Linked DNA regions of Capsicum annuum: region 2 is linked to region 1. A link is a contact called in public Hi-C data. All regions are on one chromosome and are shown on one strand. The core of a region is the stretch at or near the end of the contact, and the rest is flanking DNA. Distances in the headings are between cores, read along the strand shown.

Region 1 (3,653 bases), core at 622-3,121:
TGTAATAAAATCATGAACAATCAGACATCTAAAACATCCATGACACTAGTTATCTTGCTTTCCCTAACAAGCCTCAATGGTGCTTCATCATCACTTTGAGCTATTGCTTCTTGTTTTCTCATGTCGTAGTTCCACAATATCTCGAGGGACATAACACATCTGTACAACTGTGCTTGAACAACATAGTGTTTCTTCTTCACAACTGCATATGTATATATTGCAACTCTGCACAGTGCATATGTATTTTTAAATTTAATCTGAACAGTATATCAAATCATACTGAACCTTGGAGTAAAACACATACTACAAACTTATAGAAAACATATTCAACATAAAAGACTAAAATGAATAACTTACATTCTCTTCACAATTAGTAACTTTGATTCACTTCAAAACATAAAATAACTTTTTTAAAATTAATTTCAACATCCAGTTTAATTTTATCACTACACAATGTAATAAAATCATCAACCATCAGACTTCAAATATTTCTGTGACACTTGTTATCTTGCTTTCCCTAACAGGCCTCAATGGTGCTTCGCCGTCACTTTGAGCGTTCATAAATTTCTTTTGATGGTGGATCCTTAAAATCATCATCTGAATCAACTGAATGTTCATCATCAACTTCATCCTGCTCTAATATTTCAAAATTTGACATTTCCCTTTGAGTTGGCTCAATATTCTAAAATACAACCTAGGAATATAGAAAAATATGTTTAAGTATCTGTTAAACAATTGTAACGCAAATGTATATATGTAGACTATAAAATACGTATCTAGTAAAAATGAAGTTGTATCTATTACCGACACAAATACAAATACGTCCATAACCACAAATATATTTATATATTTCAACATTCCAATATACAGAAAAATAAATATCATTTATAATAAAAATACATATAACCAAATACCTCTTCATGAGTAGTTCATATATAAATATATTTTTCCATACATGCAAGTTAGCAAATTCATTTAACATACAAATATAACTAAACATAGTAGCTTTACAAAAAAATACATGTTAACCCAAAATATATATTTAACCTATCATTTTCACAAATCAGTTTTACTGAAATTCCTAAATACATATCAGCTGATCAGTAAATACATGTTAGCTTCACAAAAAAATACATATTACCCCAATTGATAAAGCTTTACAAAATCCCTAAATATATAACAGTAAATAAAAATACATATACAACGACAAATACCTCTTCCTCCATGTCTTCTTCAGATTCATTAGCACAAGAATTCTCAACATCGGCATGAACATTGCTTGAATCTGCAATTTTTTTTGCTTTTCTTTTCTTCTCATATTTTTTTATTTTTTTGTCTTTTAGAGAAGAAATTTTTTTCAACTGTTTTTTTTTAAATATCAGACATCTTCGAAAAAGCTCAACCAATAACAACAACAAATCAACTCAAAATCAGCTACAATATCCATTCAACTCCGATTATCCTCCATTAATCGGAACAAAATAAAACCCAATTTCAATTTTCATCCAAATTTTAATTTTTTTTCAACCATATCAACTCATAAAACATCAAATTTCAATGAAAAACAAACAAAACATAATTCAGCAAATCCGATCACCTTGATTCTCCGTTAACAAATTGTTTGCAGTACAAAATTGAAAAAAAATATTAAGAAATTGATAACATGCAATAACTGAATTAATTAGTTACCTAAAATTGTGGAACAATATCATTATCAGATCGTGCAAAAGACGTTAAGAAGAAAAAAAATTTAAAAGAGAAAATCTAAGAAAAGGCGTGAAAAATGGTAAAGTATAAAGCAATTAAAGAAAAGAGAAAGATTTTAAGCGTGAATAATGAAACCTACTTTTGAGAGGCGGTAATTGTGGTCCCCCACTTAAAATAATGCTAGGTTTGCTACACCAAGTAATTTCATTAAAATGTTGCTATTTTTTGTAATTTAAGACTTAGGTATGCTACTTTTCCCTATAATATTCACACTTTGAATGCAGAAAGTCAGGATTATGGTTTAACCCTATAATAGACGTCCTTTCGTTAAGTTTAGCGCTATGGAGTATAAATATACATGGACGATTTCTTATTCGTTAATTATAGAGCCATAGTTGGCTATATATGGTCTTATTGTTTGTATATACTTGTAAAGTTATGTTGCATAGCATAATATTAAATACAACAAAATTGGAGTTTTAAAGGTTACGAAAAACAGATAGAAGTTTTGCAATGCATTTTTAGCACAAAGCAAAGAAACTGAATTATCCATATATATTGTTAGCATGGTGATATTCATTGCTTAACCTTTTCTTATATAAGGCAACATAAAAGAGTTTTAGAAAAAGAAACAAATATTCACTGGAGACTATAAACTAAACAAGACAACCACATTACAGTGGAAAAGAACAATAATTTGCAATTACTATATATATATATATATACACATATTGATTTTGAAAAAATCTTTTACAAGAAGACTTTGCGACCATAACGTTACTATATATCCCATGATGAATATACATTGTGTCATGGTACATATTACAACCTTCCGACATACACATACTAGTATAGTACAACATTTCTTCCTTAAAGAATCACTTTGTTGGAAGAGAATACTTTATACCTAAAGTTGAAAAATAAAATGTAAGAACTATAAGTAGTACATGGGGTGATAAACGAAAAACAATATGTACAACTGAAACAAAAAAGAATTTATTATTGCTAAATATTGTTATCATCCTTCAATTAGAAGACCAATAAGGAATCCTTAATGTCATAGCCCATCTTCTCCAAGTTAGGATTGATAGCAAATTGAATCATAGGAGGTGGTCCGCAAGCCAATGCTAGTGTTGTGTGAGATGGACCTGGGATATGTTCTCTTAGGATGGCATCTGTAACAAAGCCAGTGCTGTACTTCCATCCTTCTTTTGTAGACTCTTGAATCACATACCAAACTTTAACTCTATCTGGTATTTGCTCTGCCCATGCATCAAGTTCATCCTTGAGTAAAATATCATCCTCTGTTCTGTTAGCATACACCACATACATTTCCGTGTCGTCTTCTGGATCTTTCAGGATTGCCTGCATCACTTGATACACTGGAGTTATCCCTGTTCCACCAGCTATCATTGCCAACTTCTTGGCAAACTTTTGTTTGCCATGGATTAAGAAATTACCCTTTCCTTGGTATTCAATGTGACCTAATGGACCTTTCATGTCGAGAAATGCTCCTATTGGGAGAGAATCAAGATACTGTGACATTTGCCCACCATGAGGGAATTTAGGGTGAACCCCTTTGAAGTATACTTTGACAACCAATTCGAAGAACCCCACCTCATCGACCGTGCTAGTAGGCGTGTACGCGCGCATGCAGAGCTTATCATCAATTGTGGCACAGAGGAATATGTGTTTGCCAACAGGCAAGCCCAAGACTTGATCTTCAGAGGGTAATGCAAAACGGAATTTCCTAACATCAGGGGAGATGGATTGCTTGTCGACGAGTTTACAAGGGATTTTCTCTCTTGGGATAAGGGCCACACTCCTTGTTGGTGTTTGAACAAGCTCCTTAATAGGTGCTAGAAAGCTACTGATGGAAGAAGATCCATGGACAGAACTGTTTGGAGAGGAATCAGAGGTGTAACCAGTAGTTATGAGTTCACCAA
Region 2 (3,266 bases), core at 21-2,520, 160 kb after region 1:
ACACCTTAATGTCTAAACACTGATTGGATTGATTGAATTTCCTCAGTGAGAAACTCAAAAAACTTGATTGCTAAATTTTGAGAGAACTTGAGGAACATAAAATGGATTTTGTTGAATTTGCTGTTGTTTGCTGAAATTGATGATTGGAAATTATAATTTTTAAGCTGTGGATAAAGTTTCAAAACATTTAGTGGAGACATAGCTGAAGAAGTGTTGAAGAACAATCTGTTGTATATGTGTGTTACGATATTCAAGCGACTGACAAATAATATACTACTGATATATTATATGTGTGTCACATGTATATCACTAAATATTATTGTGTATATCTTGTACAAATCCTATGTATTTTATGCACATTAACAATATATATAGAGAGAAATGTGAAGCCTTTGGACGACCAAGGGCAAATTCGCCATTTTGATTAAGGGCAAATCTGTCTTTGTGCTATCATGGATATTTTTCCAATTTTTTCTCAACCGTTCCAGAATACTCCGGGTGTGTTTGATAATACTTTTCATGAAAAATATTTTCTTGTAAAATGTTTTCCTGAAAAATAAGCTGTTTTTTACTTATTTTCTCATATTTGGTTTGTGAATGAAAAATATTTTTTAAAAAGAAAAATATTTTATGATGTTTGGTTGGTGAGTAGAGAATATTTTTTAGAAAAATATTTTCTAGTGTTTGATTGGTGAGTGAAAAAATATTTTTTACTAACTGTTAACTAATATATCAATGCCTCTAACAACTCAACAATTTGTAAGAAATAATTTAAGCATAACAAATAATATCAATATGGAATTCTAAAATACTACAATCACTAAATTTAAGCAATTATTAATTAACAAATATAAGAGATATTTTTCAATATTTTGTCAGGACAATCTCAAGATACTACGATTAATAGAAATATAACGGAACGACAAGCTTATTCAAAATATGCAATTAGCAAAAGTAACATAGGTAAATCTTTCTCTATGAATATGAAAATAACAATATATTTAATGAACATTGAAAATAAAAAAAAATCGGATTTCACTTTTTTTTATTTCAAGCAATAAAAAATTAAAGTAAAGTGTAATAAAAAATATTTCCAAGTAATATAAATTTTTTAAGTCATATGAATATGAGTGTTGTTAAGGTGGGGAAAAGGAATGGGGTGGGAGTCATAAGTCTCATTTATCATTTTCTGAAAAATGATTTTCTTGACTCTAAGAGAAGTCATTTTCCATCAAATGGAGGAAAATGAATTGTTATGAAAAATATTTTCCAAACATTTCATTACAATCAAACAAGGAAAGATTGAAAAATATTTTTCAGAAAACATTTTACATGTACCAAACACACCCTGATTATCTTTATCTTCCTTTCACAATCATACAACTTACTCTTTTTCTTCCTCAAGTTCTCAAACACCAACTTCAATCTTGAATTCAAACAGCAATAAGAACACTAACTTCTCAGGTTCATTCTTGACTGTTGTGGATGTAGTTTGGTAGTGATATAAATTTGAGTTTTAGGCCTAATAAGGAAGGAAGTTTCGGGTATATTATTATAGTGTTTAATAAAGTTAAAATTTTTTGATGTGAAAAAATGATGAATTTGGAATTGCAGGACGTCATATTCCATGAATTCAATTCTTGTGAATTAATTTGATAGAAAGAATTGGATACATGTAATTGTTTATACTTTCTACAGAGTGCATATAATTAATTTTTTCATATATGAATATTTATATCCTTTCTAATTAAGGAGCTGCAATAGTAAAAAATAAGGATTCTTTCCAAATGAATACTGTTACCGAATAGACTGTAGGGAACTTTTTGAATTCACAATAATCTTCAACATCTTCTACAACATTGCATTTTCTTACATGGACTGTGAGTATTTTTTCTAACTCTGCTTTGAGCTTTTCCTTTGAAAAGAAGGATGGAGTATGTATTAATTGTACCAAACTTAGAGAAATGCCGCATTGTACTTATGTATGTATGCCTTGAGAGGCAAGATAGTTTTATCAAATTTGGCTTCTTCTTCCAACTTTATTAGGTACTTAGGCAAGTAAAATAGAAACGATGAAAATTATTGTCTCTTGTGGGATGTACTTTTCCTATATATAGTCTATAGATTGGGCAGGTCAGTTATAGCATGATGTGTTTGTGATTGCTCATTCTTCTGACACTAATATAGATATTTTGATGGCACAGGTACCACTCACTACATCACACCCAATTCAGAACAAACTATTCACTTTTCATGCCAATGTATGACTACAATGGCTAAGTCATCAGATACATTGTAAGAAAAGTCACTCGAGAGAGCACCTGAAGTGCCTGATTACTAGACAATACCAAGCCGCTCTTGAGGAGTCCGTTGTGAGAAAATTTGGAGAAAACAACCTGATTTGCTGTATGAATCACAACTCTGACTCCTTCTACAGGTTTGAACACTCTTTAGTTGAAATTGCTATGCAAGGTATGGATGATGTTATTGTATTGATAGTAGTTTCTGATTGAGAAGTGAACTGTCATCTCAAAGAGGAGTGCAGCTGCAAGAGCATCTGAGGATTTCATGCCCAGGGATCCTACTCATCAAACAGTAAATATTGCTTCTGTTGTATTTAACAGTCTTCTTATGGGGGAGATTGTGGTTCCAGATTGGGACATGTTCCAGGTATGGTACTATGGTATCATCCGTAGAATGTGAGCGGAGGGTGATATCTTTGGTTGAGTACAACTATTCTTCTAAATGACTTCAACTTTTGTCTATAAACTGTGAAACAATTTATACTTACTAGAGCTTCCAGCGGTAGAGAAGTCGTGACTTTTTTTAATGGTGATTTAACTGACTCCATCATTTCTTCTTACTGTTTACTTTGCTAATAATATTTTGGGTTCACTGTATGTTCTATTAGTTGGATTCTTTTATATTCAAAGATTGTAGCTGTAGTGGTGCTTTGGTTCTTTAGCTATATACATATATCACATTCTCTAAAGTTTTGTCCAGATTGTCTTCGTGCACTCAATAATGACATGATGGTCTGGGATAATTAATAAGTAGTTCAGGAAATGGAGGATCCAACCTCAATCATTTCCCTTCGGATGTTGTATTCTACGTGCAGGGTAGGTTTATTGAATCTCACATACTAATCTTGACTGCATGATCTCCTTTCGAATAAAAAATTCAGACTGAGTAGAAGGATAGAATGGAAGTACGATTCTCTAGAAAAAAGTTGGCTTATCATGCACTTTATATCCTTGTCCACTTTC

The links. A called contact is a pair of places that touch in the nucleus more often than the background predicts.
Region 2: a contact with region 1 is called in a Hi-C map of leaf, with 5 times the contacts expected there. The contact joins the promoter of LOC107867962 here to the enhancer-like site in region 1. A contact is called at or near these places in 2 of 5 Hi-C or Micro-C datasets (leaf and placenta).

The regions. Positions count from the first base shown.
Region 1 is chr4:67,464,295-67,467,947 of UCD10Xv1.1, forward strand. LOC107867964 (nitrate reductase [NADH]) reads right to left here. Exons shown (of 4, transcript XM_016714485.2): 4 at 2,470-3,653. The coding sequence ends at 2,737. Among protein-coding and RNA genes, the nearest start is that of LOC107867964, 6.3 kb to the right of the region's middle. Within about 2 kb of position 1,872, at least 2 of the 5 cell types and tissues checked have an H3K27ac peak or open chromatin away from gene starts, as enhancers often do. A contact at or near this core is called in leaf, where this site is marked.
Region 2 is chr4:67,625,159-67,628,424 of UCD10Xv1.1, forward strand. It overlaps LOC107867962 (pumilio homolog 5), which reads left to right and starts at 1,271. Exons shown (of 7, transcript XM_047411847.1): 1 at 1,271-1,464; 2 at 2,205-2,437; 3 at 2,518-3,266.